Regions from separate parts of the Mus musculus genome. Here region 1 is linked to region 2. The links are chromatin contacts, called in public HiChIP or PLAC-seq maps. All regions are on one chromosome and are shown on one strand. Each heading gives the region's core, a stretch centred on a gene start, on an enhancer-like site or on the middle of the called end of the contact. The rest is flanking DNA. Distances are from core to core; before and after follow the strand shown. Region 1 overlaps Tbc1d5 (TBC1 domain family, member 5). Region 2 overlaps Plcl2 (phospholipase C-like 2).

Region 1 (6,004 bases), core at 123-2,622, 210 kb before region 2:
CCAGGAGCACAAACCGGTGTAGCATAAAACTCACCACTACAAGGTTATATGTTTGTATGTACATATGTGTAACATGCTTAGGGATGCTAGAGATTGAAGTCAGGTGTCCTCCTCACTCACTCTCCACCTCATTCACCTTATTGTTTGAGGCAGGGTTTCTTGCTGAACCACAGCTTCTTGACTAGAAAGGAATGGAAGGGAGGGCCTTTTGCCCATCTGAAGGACCTGCTTCTCCAAGTTCTCTGAGTTGACTTCATAATTTGTTCCGCCTTTGCTCGCCTGCCACTCTCCTGTACATGCACGCACAGAATCGCATACGCACACACGCATGCACACACACATGCACACGTGTGCACATACATAGCAAAACACCAGTTTGTCTAGACTAGTTGGCTAGCAAGCTCCAGAGATCAGTGTCCACATATAGTCACCACTGGATTGCATCACACATGGCTACAGCTGGATGAGAAGTTGATGCAGGGGTCCAAAGCTGGGTCTCTATGCTTGAGGCATTTCCCCAGCCAACCCTTTTGCTTTTTAAAAATGTCTTCCCTAGTATGTTGTTCACATAATAATCTTATTTTCTTGTAAATATATAACCCCATATCCTTGTAGAAAATCCAGAAAAAAAAAAAGTATAATCCCACCATGTTTTTCAAAGTCAAGACTACTTAAAAAAAAAAAAAAACTTATACATTGCAATCTTATTTTTCCAGTTAGTCATCTGTTGTATGTCTGTGAATTGTCCATCAACAGAATATTTTTAAAAAACATGCAGGGTTCACGTGAGTATATGTGCTGTCCTTGGATGCCTGACTAATATCTTCAGTTGCTTTTATGTATGCACATGGTTCCCTGGGGTAATGTTCTAGGAGTACATTGCTAGTACAAAACAACAAAAAAGTAACATTTATAAAGCACTTGTTAGGCCAAACTGTGTCCTTTATCAAGACTCTCCAATAATCCAATCCCCTAAGAATTACAGGCCATACTAAATAGTGTTACCATCTTATATTTGGGCTCAAAGAGTTGCTGACTCGTTAAAGCCCTAACTATTGTATGTGACAGGCCTCTTATACACTAATGCTAGGGCTATAGCGTTCATATTCCAGCTTGTTCTCCAGTACAGCGGCTGAACTGCTTCACACACCCATACCCTGTCATTTAATGCAGTGTAATATGTAGTCATTGTGTTCTTGTTCTATTTTTCCTGATGCTGTCTTCCAGGGCTATTGCCATATGCTTCTCTGGCTTGGGTTTCATTCACACCAAGTGTGTGTGCGCGAGTGTGTGTGTGTTTTACCCTGTGTATACCACAGCTTCCTCAGAGCATCTGCAGCCTTCCTCCTTCTCATCAAGACTTTCCGTTTCCTGTTCTTCCCACTTCTTGTTCACCCATCTGTTCAAGCAAGACTGGGCGCCTTTCCTGTCTCTAGCTGCTATTCTTGGCTGGTTCCTGCTGCTGCTGTCAGTGTTGGCTCCCATGTCTGCTTATCTTGTGATCTGAGGACACTCTTAGAAGCTGAGCAGAGCCCACCCCAGGACCCTTCTCGCCCTGTTTTGCTGCAAAACTGACAGTCACTCTTGTCCATAAGTGACCCTCAAACATGGTCTCCATTAGGGACAGTGGGAACAGCAGACTATGTGTCAGACCCTAGCATCTCACACATTACTGGAAGGAAGAATGTGAGAGAGGGGTTTCTGCCCATCTGAAGATCCTGCTCCTCTCAGTTCTCTGACTTGACTTCATTACTGGTTTTTCCTTTGCTCACCTGCCACTCTCCTGTACATGCACACAGACACTTGCATACACACACACACAAAACTTTGTTGACTGGATCCTTGTTTCCTGGAACATGCTTTTCTATCATTGCTTCTGATTCCTCCTCCTTCAGTACCTTCAGAATTCTAGAAAACATGCTCTCATTTCCATGCATCCTCCTGCATCTTCTCCAGAGCTTCCTACTCCTTTCTTGGCTTTAAGAACGTACAGACTGTATCTTCCTCTAAACTCATAGAGGCCAGGAGCCCACATCTCAACTGTTATTGTATTTTCTGCATGGCTTAACACAATGTAAATGAATGTATTTATTAATCAAGTTGATAAGGAAGTAAATAATAAATCATAAAACCTTATACTATTTAAAAAATATCAAAAAGGTACTGAAGGTATATAACTAACACCTGAAAGATGTATTTTATAAACAACCAAATTGCATAATATTCAGCCAACTTAATGCCCCTGTAGAAATGCCTTTCTTCTTTTAAATAAGGTCTCACCATGTAGTGCAGGCTGATCTTCAACTGCCAGCAATCTTCCTGCCTCACCCTTACAAGCAGTGGATTTGAAATGTACTACAATGATAAACCATTTCTAAACATTTTAGAAAGGAAATAGTTTAGTGAACCACTAGAAGTTAGTATCTCCATTACAGTTGGTAAATGTGCATTAAATCTTTGCTAGGAAAGCGTAGAACATGAATGTGAGTCCATCTAGGGAAGACATGGGCGAGCAGCCAAGGGATCTGGTTCTTGGTTGGCTGCCTAACCTGGAGCATATACTCCCAGAGAATATGGCTGACAGGAATATCTGTCAGTAAATGAGAGGATCTGCCACACAGGTTTGTTGTGAAGAGTAAATGGATCCATACATGAAAAGCTCATTGTGAGGGTCTATATACGCTCAGCCCATGGAGTGGCACTGTTAGCAGGTGTTCTCCGTGGTGGAGTAGGTGTGGTGTCACTGTGGGCGTGGACTTTAAGACCCTGATCTTAGCTGCTGGAAGCCAGTATTCTGCTAGCAGCCTTCAGATGAAGATGTAGAACTCTCAGCTCCTCCTGCACCATGCCTGCCTGGATGCTGCCACACTCCCACCTTGATGATAATGGACTGAACCTCTGAACCTGCAAGCCAGCCCTAATTAACTGTTGTCCTTGTAAGAGTTGCCTTTTTATCTGTTCACAGCAGTAAAACCCTAAGACACTCATTGTCCAGTTTATTTAATATCACTCTCCAAAAAGTTAGATGCTAGCTTTTTTTCTTTTCTAGTAAAGTATCCCCTGCCCTCTAACTCTTACCTATAAGGCTTCCAAATACAGTTTGCTGTGGTCTGTAGGTAGCCCAGCCTCGGGTGTCCAGTTCTTGCCTTATATATGGATTTGCTCTTCTAAACGTAGGACAATGCTGGATTCTGATGTCCCTTATTGATCTTTTGCCACATGAAGTTTAGAAACCAGAAACTACTATTTTCTGACAGTGAATCATAAATTTCTGTTCTTTAAGCCAGTTTCATTGTTTTAACTTAATTATGTTTTTAAAAACCGAAAAACTATATGACTTGACTTATTGAGTGTATGTCCTGGCAGGAATCTCCATGCATACTCATCTCCTTCTTCCATCATTTCTGGCAGACAGAGGTGTAAAGAAGAATTAAAGAACTTGTCAAAGTTATTCAACTAGAAAATGGGAAAAATGGGTTTTGAACCCAGGAATGTCTACTCCAGAATTCCATCATGACCCCACCACATTCCTTCCTATTACAGATAGTAGACGATGCAAGCAAGAGTAAACACAGTGAGCGGTTCCTTTCAGGACCATTAAGTGGTTGTTTTCATATGACCTCAGGGTGATTGGGCAAGCATTTCTTTTTTATTCAGAAGGCCAGTGTAATGAAAGGGAGTGACTGAAGCTGCCTTGTGGAGAGTATTGTTAGCTGCAGGGAGTGTACAGCCTGAGACACTAAGATAGAGATTAAAGTGGCTTCTGACAGTTTTAGAATTGCAATTATATAATATGATGAGAATAAGCGGCAAGCCACCCTTTGTTCCCACGTGATCCCATTTCTATTTATAAGCTGAGTGATAGCTGAAGGCTTTCAGAATGTTTTTCACATTCAGCAACCTCGTTGGGGATGAGAAACTGCATTTCAGAGTGCCAAATATAAGAGATTCTTGGCCCTTTGCACCTGCTTCAACCAGAGCAGTCCTCTTCAGTCTTAATGACCTTTCCCCGAAAATGAAGGTTTGAATGAATAAATGTGCCCTTTCCACAATGTTTGTGTGGATTCTGTATGTGTTGAGATTATAACAGAGCTCTTATAACAGAGCCCCCACATGAAAACGAAAATTTAGAAATTGTAGTTTCTTATCCTTCTAAATTTAGCAGCCAAGTACCTAGGGTAACCCATAGTTGCAAACCTTGTTCTGCCCATGGTCTCTATCAGATAGTGATAGCATCTAGCATGGCAGAGTAGCAGAGTGTGGACATTTGAGCTGCAAGCGCTTCTCCAGCTGCCCAGTACCTCACACCAGAAGGCCACACACAGCTCTTTTCTCTAAAATGTGTCCCTCCCAGCTTTCCCAAAGCAAGGCACTAAGTGCAATAAAGGCTTCTGAATAAGATAAAGTTCCTAAAGGCTGTTGTGTTTTAACTGATGTGGCTGCTAATCTAATAAACCATTACCCCACGTAAACAGAGTTTATTTCAACCAGGAAGCTTCTCTTTTCTGGTGTTCTTTGTATACTCTGGGTTGTCAATACCCTACCTACTAGCTACAACCAGACCCTAGCTTGAGTCCTAGGCTAGATGCTGGTTGGGTTTGTTACCACAACCAACAGATGACTCCGTGAAGGCTGCAAGAGGCTGGGGCCAAGCTTCCCAGAGCACTGTTTCTTGTTTCATTATAAGACTTGTGCACTCTACTGTATGGTCCACTTTCATGTCCCAACTCATTACCACTTTAAGTGCCTTGGGAGCAGAATTTGAGTATACATCCTCCAGAGGGTTGAGTTTCCACCAGGGCTGGAGAGGGAGATGGCCAAAGGCCACATGACTTGTCAGTGACAAGACAGGAATGGAACTTAAGTTTCTCTCATACAACAGCCGCCCACGTTCAACCATCTCTCAATACATAGGGGGCAGCTTCAAAATTGAATATCACAGGGAGGGTTCTGTTACTCCCTTCAGTCTGTGAGTTAGGAACTTGGACAGGGTTCATCAGGCTGTGCTTTGCTCCAGGTAATATTAACTGGATCTCTCTTCCTTACCTGGCTACAGCTATGATGGACTAAAAGATACCAGAACAACATTTTATCATGTCTAGAGTCCCACTGCTTCTCCTATGGCCATTCCTCCACCATGATTCTCTCTTGGATGCTCTAACCTGAACCTCGTATATAACCTCGAATATGTTAGGGAAAGCAGAATTTGCCAGGCTTTTAAACTTTCCCCAACGTGACATAGCTTGACTTTACGGCAGTCTCCAAATGAAGGCAGTGAGGCCAGTACAGATGCAAGAGATGGAGAGGGATTCTTGTAGGCTAACGAGACCACATGCACTTGAAAGAGAAGGAATATATGGTACCATCTCCTCAAACTGACTGCAGCTTTCACAGATGAAGAAATGCAGCCTTCTCTAATTGCCACAGCTATCTTACAGAACAGAGATGTGGAAAGGGATGGAGAAAGGAAGAGAGAGAAGCGGCCTGAAACAGCCCATCCATCCCTTTCACCTTGATGCCCGGTTAGAGTTGGATAGGTAACTCTGCCTGTCCCCATTAGCATCCTTCGGTTTAGCTCCTGGTGCTCTTTATCCTTATTGGAGAGCAGGGGAAGCTGTTGAACTTCACAGGAGACATAAAGAACATGGGAAGTGCTTGTGTAATACTCACTTTTCGAGCGCTGCTACGTCTGGCTTTGTCAAACATTTCAGTGCACATTGCTAAGACCTCTTGAGGTTGCAGTTCAGTCACTGCTTCTTCAGTGCTGTGTACATGTGTCTTCAAAGTGCAGCACACCTACAAGGGACCTTTTCAACTATAATTCCCACCCAACCAGCCAAATTATAATTGCTCTTTTAAAAAGAAGAGCGATGCCTCGCTCGGGAGGTCTCTCTCCCCTCTTGTTCATGGCACAGAGGACTTTTATATCAGAACGAAGGCATCTGAGACTGAAAAGCCCATGTGCTTACTGGTGCCGGCCCTGGCCACCCCTTTGCTTTTCTAC
Region 2 (6,443 bases), core at 2,746-5,245:
AGTCCACATATCTGCTTTTCTAAGTTCATTTTCCTAGCCATCCTCTCTTCGCTCAGCTTCACCTCCTCCATCTGCCCTTCCCTTCACCACAGCACCCTGCCAGTCCCAAGCTTCTCCAGTCTTTTTCCTTCAACCCCGCCCGCATTCAAACTCCACCTTCTAGAGCAACAACTTTTAACTCAGAGCCTCTACTCTCTCTCTTCAAACTATTCTACTGAAATGTGATTTTTGCCAAAGCCATCCACTATCTCTATCAACATCCTAAATGCCAAGAGTATTTCTGAGTCCTTACGCTATCTGTCAGTCAGAACAGCACTCAGTAGCTACTGAGCACCCGCATGCCAACATGGTATTCTATATGTCAGAGATGTCAGCTAAGTTTCTTAAGCTGACGCTGTGTGCAGACGCACACTGGCTGGAGAACGGCAGGTGGTATTCAAACCTCAGTCCTGAAGCCCAGGCTCAGCTACAGCTTGCTTCTTCCCTTGCTTGCCTCCCTCCTCTCTGCCTTGCCGAGTACTTCTCTTGTGTGTAGTCTTAAACACTGACATTGGCAGGATTCTGTCCTTGCCTGTTTGTCCCTGGGATGCTCACATGTCTTGGTGCAAAGGAAGCTCCAATTCCCCAAATTTTAAAAGAAGTCCAAAAAAATCCAGAAACTGATTCATTCTGGAACACGGGATGTCTGGAAGTTCAATAAAAGTCACCATTCTTCAGGAACTTGTGGAGCTAGATCCTTCTAGCAAAAGGTTGTAAACTTTACACCAGGCCAACTGTGATCCTTACCCTCAATCCCACACCTCAAGCTCCAACGCTTCTGAAGCTAGAAACCCGGCAAAGATGTTCCAGATGAGGTAACAGGACAGCTTATTTAGAACAGAGTGCAAACACGTGCTCCTTTTTAACTAACAGAAAGTACTGGATCAGACTTTCAAGCAACTTTTTTGGCTATTTCCATTTCTGTCTTCATTTGTTTGTACATGTGTTTGTGTTTAATTTTTGCATTTTGTTGCCACTATTTCATGTGCAATGTATTAGGAACATTGGCTCATGAAAAATATTACTAGAAAAAAAAACTAACTTTATTTGACCATAACTTTTATAAAAAAGATAAGCAAAATTAAAGGGAAATGTGACAGTTGACACCATATTGTGCAATAAAATGTTTTCCAAACATTCTGGCAAGGTTTGCTCGGTTCTGACTGAGGAGACAGCCTGAGCGCGAGCAGGACGGATGACTGTGTGTGACAGTCTACTTTACCCTTTTACAAGGTCTCTGCTTAAACTTAATTTGCGTTACGAAAGAAAAATACAAAATTCTTTGATTTTAATACACATAAAACATAAATAAAAGCTATGAAAGAGCATTTTCAAGGGCTGGAACAATGTTTCAGCCGTCAAGAACATTGGCTGCTCCTCCCGAAGCCAGATTCAACCGTCAGCGTATACATGGCAGCTTACAACCATCTGCAACTCTCGTTCCAGCAGATTTGACACCCTCTTCTGGCCTTTGCAGGAACACACATGGAACACAGACACATATAAATGTGAAACCCTTACACACGTGGGTTCTGTTAGAATTCCAATTGCTTTTTTTTTTCAGGCATGCCTGTCTTTCCTTCACCTTAAAAAGTTTTATTATAAATGGTTTCATTTCTTAGAGTAAAATTTTGATTGCTAGTTAAAATACATTGCATTTTATCCTTTAAAACAATTTGTTATCAATACCCTATACAGCAATAATATAATATCCAGAGCGAGGACATGACCCCATGATAACACCCTCAGAAACACCTAGACGGAGGTACAAATAATCCTATGTCACAGAGAAATGAATCGAGGGGTTTTCAAGAAAGGTGGCTATTCCCCAAAGTGATGCTACTAAAAAGGAGCAAAGCAACCCTTGGTATCTTTCTGTTCTAGAGAGCGTAATTGTGAACAATGGGCCGGTTTTGTTAAATCCAGAGCACTTTAAGGCTGAATAAACAGAAGGAACAGAGCTAAGGTGAAGATTCAGCAAATGACTGACTTCTGAGAAGCAAGATGGTAAAGGAGACCTGGAGAGTTTCCAAAAGAAAGTAATTTCAACTGTTCTCATGCAACATTTCCCTTGCAAATTGTGTTATTAGTGTTTATGTATAAAGGGTTAGTGAACCCCTGGCTTCACTAATTTGAAACAGTCACCATGAAAGCTAAGTTTGCCGCTTTAAAGAACAACATGGCAGGTCTACTATCTAACCTGTCAATATCATTTCTAGGAATTAAAGTGGAACCCTACTAATTCTCAGATGTAAGTGTAGCTAATCAAGGAAGCCTCTCTTCACAGCAGATGGAGACCATCACACAAAGCACCACTGGACACAATGCAGAAGTCAACAGGTTGTGGGGCGCCAAGCACCAACAGACACAACTATTATCACAGTTTCTGAATCTATGGCTTAAGGAATATCTCAGAGGGAGGATCAGTAAGACTGTAAAAGCCAAAATACATGTCTGCTATGAAACAGTCTTCCTGAATCAACAGACATACCTCGGTGGTAGCAGGAGAATCTCATGGGGTCCTTCTCCTAGACACAAAGGTACAGGCAACTAAAGGCTGGTGGAAGGAGGAGAGTTAGCCGCTCCCTGGAATGAGCCCCTGATTGGTCATCCAATTCTGAGGAGTCAGCTCTGAAACTATATACACAGAAACTAATAAAATGGACTCAGCAGGTGGCATTCATATATGTTTGCATACATACACATATATATGAATGTAAAAATAATAATCAAAGGCAATGAGTCTATCAACTTGAGATGGTGGAGAGGAGCGAGTAGAGGGAAGGGAACTTACAGGAGCTGAGGGGAGGAAAGGGTAGGTGAAAGTGACAAATGTCTATCTCAACTAAAAATGTATTTTAAAAAATCAGTATATATTTAAAATATTAGAGCTACCATATAACCTGTCAGTACGATTTCTAGGAATTATGGTGAAATAAAAATATATGTCCATACAAAAATTTGTGTACTGTTATTAATAACCTTGCTTATGACAGTCAAAAGATAGAGATAATCTGAAAGTCCTTTGGCTAATAACTGAATAAATGATGGTATACCCATACAATGGCTATAGTTATTCAACTATAAAAAAAGAAGCAAACTGACACAGGATAAATTATTAAAACACTGGGCAAAAATGAAAGAAGTCAGTCTCATTTATTTTACATGTGCAGAAAAGACAAATTCAGAGAGACAGAGTGTGTTCGTGGTTGCCAGGGACTAGGAAGACGGTCAATTGAGTTGTTTGTTTTACAGAACATGATGTTCTGGAATTCAACAGTGGTAATGGTTATCAACTGTGAACATGATAAAAAGCATAATTAATTGTGTGCTTTTAAAGGGTCAGTTTTATAGCTTGTCAATTGTATCTCAATTTTAAAAACACACTGAATAGGAGTGATAAAGAAATCGAACAATAAAGCTCCCATTTACAACTGAAACCAGTTAAGAATGTGTACAAAAATGATTAGAGAAACTAACATGGCCATCTGTTAACCTTGACCTAGGTTTCATATTTAATAATTTAAAACTCATATTCTATAAATGTAAATCCCATGCAAATAAAATATAATTGAATAAAATCTGAATTTCTTCCTTAGAGGTGTATTCTACTAGTCAATAAAAACCCTTGCTTTCATGATTATAAAGTTACTTCTAAAAACTACCTCCAATTAATCAATGCTGGCAAAGTACCCACTGTGCCACCACTGTAAACAGCTGGGGGAAACCTATTTTCCATGCCCCTGCCTGACAGACAAATAACTTGGCTTTAGGTTGTAAGGAAGTTATCACCCTGGGGCTGACTATGGGCCCAGTAGAGATTCCAGAAAACCTTCAACTTACCTCTAATGCGCCTTGAGGCACTTTACAAACAGGAAGTAAATAGCATCCAACACAGAGTCCAAATGCAAAGACTGAGAGCTGTGTGTTTGAAGGAAATTGCAGACCACAGATTCCACAGCCATAGGCAGAAAACAGTACAAGAACTAGCACAACAAAAATCACCAAACAAAAGCAGCCACATACCTGAGGCGTGGAAGAAATCTGATGTACAGAATTTCGACATCAAAATACTTAAATTTAAAGCTTTAAATTGCATGCCATATCCAGTAAAAGAGGCAGCTGATTAAAAAAAAAGTGTGTGTGTGTGTGTGTGTGTGTGTGTGTGTGTGTGTGTGTGTGTGTATTTGAGAAAGCCCACTTTAGGACTTGGTAAACAGATCCTTCAACTCTTTTAAATATGCTCAAAAGAGCTGAGACGAATGAATGTTATAGGACAGAAGGAAGTAAGCTGAGCATAGCAGTTCCCATGTAAAGAGACTCCAGCCAGTCAGTCCTGGGCTGACAAACATGGTTCTGCCAGACCTTTCCCCTCTCCCCTATTTTTCGACCTTGCTAAAAAATACTGTTAAGATTACATTTAGAAAGCTAGTCACCAAGGTCTATTCCCTTATTTGGCCACTTCCTCCTCCTGAGGCTACCAAGGTCCAGCTATTAAAGTACTGAAGTCAAGGAATCAAAAGCCCCCTTCTGCATTGGAGCCCGTTCCAACCCACACTCCCCTTTCTCTTCTTAATAATTACACCTGCAAGGCCCTGAGTCGAAAGCAGCCACTTGAAGATCTCTCTGTGGAAACAGGGGTCTGGGTGTGGTTTGTGCCTAACCTGGGGTCCACAAAGGACCACCCGCTGTGTGGGGGTGGGGCAGTCTCCCTCAATAAGTACAGTCCCAGCAAGATGGAGGCCGAAACCGAAGGATCACCACAAATATAGGCCACCATGAACTATATAGTGAGTTCTAAGCCAGAGTAATGTATCGTCAACTAAAGACTATGAATAAAAAAAAAAGATTTAAAGGAACCAAACAAAAAAATTCTGGCATTTTAAAATCACAACAGGGAAGGTCTCACTAGGATTCAAAAGCAGATCTGGGCCATTAGAAGACTCAGAAAACTTCAGAGACAAAGTCCACTGACCAGTCTGTGGAAGACAGAGAAAGGGGAATGAAGAAAACTGAACAGTTCAAGACGATAGGACACTAACAATCATAGCAGCACAGAGTCCAATCGGTCAGAATCCCTGTATATGAAATGATACTGACATGAGGTACTGAGGCCAAGCACTGTGTTAAAGACCTGCTGTAAGAGGAAACAGAGACAGGCTGGTCAGTGCAGGCCATCACCTGTGCCCCCTGGTCTTCAGGCTTCTGCCCTATTCCCTTCTCAGCTGGCTGACCCTTGTCAGCCCACTCCTCACTGCCAGGTCATCTGTCCCATTTCCAGTTACTGGGGCATAGGAAGCAACTGTTATGCACTGAGGTCTGCCTTGTCTTGCCAGCAGGAGACAAAGGGCCAAGAATCCCACCTTAGAATCCCTAAGTTTCATCACTCTTGGTTGGTGGGATGCAAGGAGGAGATCTTATTTAATCACTTAAGATATTTAATTACACTTAATGGTCTTTTAATTCATTCTTAGAAAAAAATGTTTCAACATTTGAATATTATAGGATGTTTATAGTTCTTGCCGGTATCTTTTCACTTTTACGTGGCTATAAGGAAGTCAGGGTTTAATACACAAAATGTTGCCTCCACAAGTTGTTTTCTTTGTCCAAAGTGCTGCTGATGCCTTCAAGGAGGATAAGAGATCAGCGCCCTGTTCTATTGAGCCTTGTTGTGCCTGGCTACTTCCTTTGGAGGTCACATATTTAGCTGTCTCAAAAAGAGGTTTTGGTTTTTTTTTTTTTCATTTTGTTTTGAAAATGACTATTTTTCATCGTAATTGTGGTGAGTTAGGAAATGATTTTGCACCCATTTACACATGGAACATCTCATGCCGAGAGCCAATTGCAATACTTAGCGTGAACAAAAGTACATCCAAAAGATTCACTTAGTGGGTCCTTACAGACGTTTCTGACACCACCATTTGAGCATAGGAGACATATAAAGCATAGGAGACATATAAAGACATATAAATTTGAGCATATAAAGCAAGAGGCTTTCTCAATAACTACAAAGGATAGGTTATGAGGTCTTCGATATGATATCAAATTCTTATCTTTCATGAGAAGTAAAGATACACACGATTTATCAGAAGTTCTGTCCAACTAGAAAAGCATACAGGGATTTCAAAGATTGAAACTGCCTTTATGAAAATTCGGAGCTATTTTAATGCTGGGGAGGGACTGACTACCATCCAGTTAAAACAGGTTTGGCTTACCATTTGTATCACAAACTCAATCAAGGTGCTAAATTTTGAACACCAGATTTTTCTTGAATCAATTTAAGTGTAACAAAAACTGCAGAGCCAATTTTTTTTTTCTATTTCTTCTAGCAATAAAAATTCTGCTTTGTAGGACTCAATTTTTGCAACTATTAAGAAATCCAATGTCCCTCCTAGCCTGGCCGA

Evidence for each region. HiChIP or PLAC-seq counts read pairs in DNA pulled down with a chosen protein or histone mark.
Region 1: a contact with region 2 is called in an H3K27ac HiChIP or PLAC-seq map of microglia, with 4 times the contacts expected there. The contact joins two enhancer-like sites. A contact is called at or near these places in 1 of 15 datasets of contacts at CTCF or cohesin (pro-B cells), 2 of 484 Hi-C or Micro-C datasets (granulosa cells and nephron progenitors) and 1 of 115 datasets of contacts at active chromatin or transcription factors (microglia).

What each region holds. Positions count from the first base shown.
Region 1 is chr17:50,758,984-50,764,987 of GRCm38.p6, reverse strand. All of the region lies in intron 18 of Tbc1d5 (TBC1 domain family, member 5), which reads left to right. Among named protein-coding and RNA genes, the nearest start is that of Gm41598, 29 kb to the left of the region's middle. Within about 2 kb of position 1,372, at least 73 of the 459 cell types and tissues checked have an H3K27ac peak or open chromatin away from gene starts, as enhancers often do. A contact at or near this core is called in microglia, where this site is marked.
Region 2 is chr17:50,552,808-50,559,250 of GRCm38.p6, reverse strand. The region is part of intron 1 of Plcl2 (phospholipase C-like 2); the gene reads right to left. Among named protein-coding and RNA genes, the nearest start is that of Plcl2, 46 kb to the right of the region's middle. Within about 2 kb of position 3,995, at least 9 of the 459 cell types and tissues checked have an H3K27ac peak or open chromatin away from gene starts, as enhancers often do. A contact at or near this core is called in microglia, where this site is marked.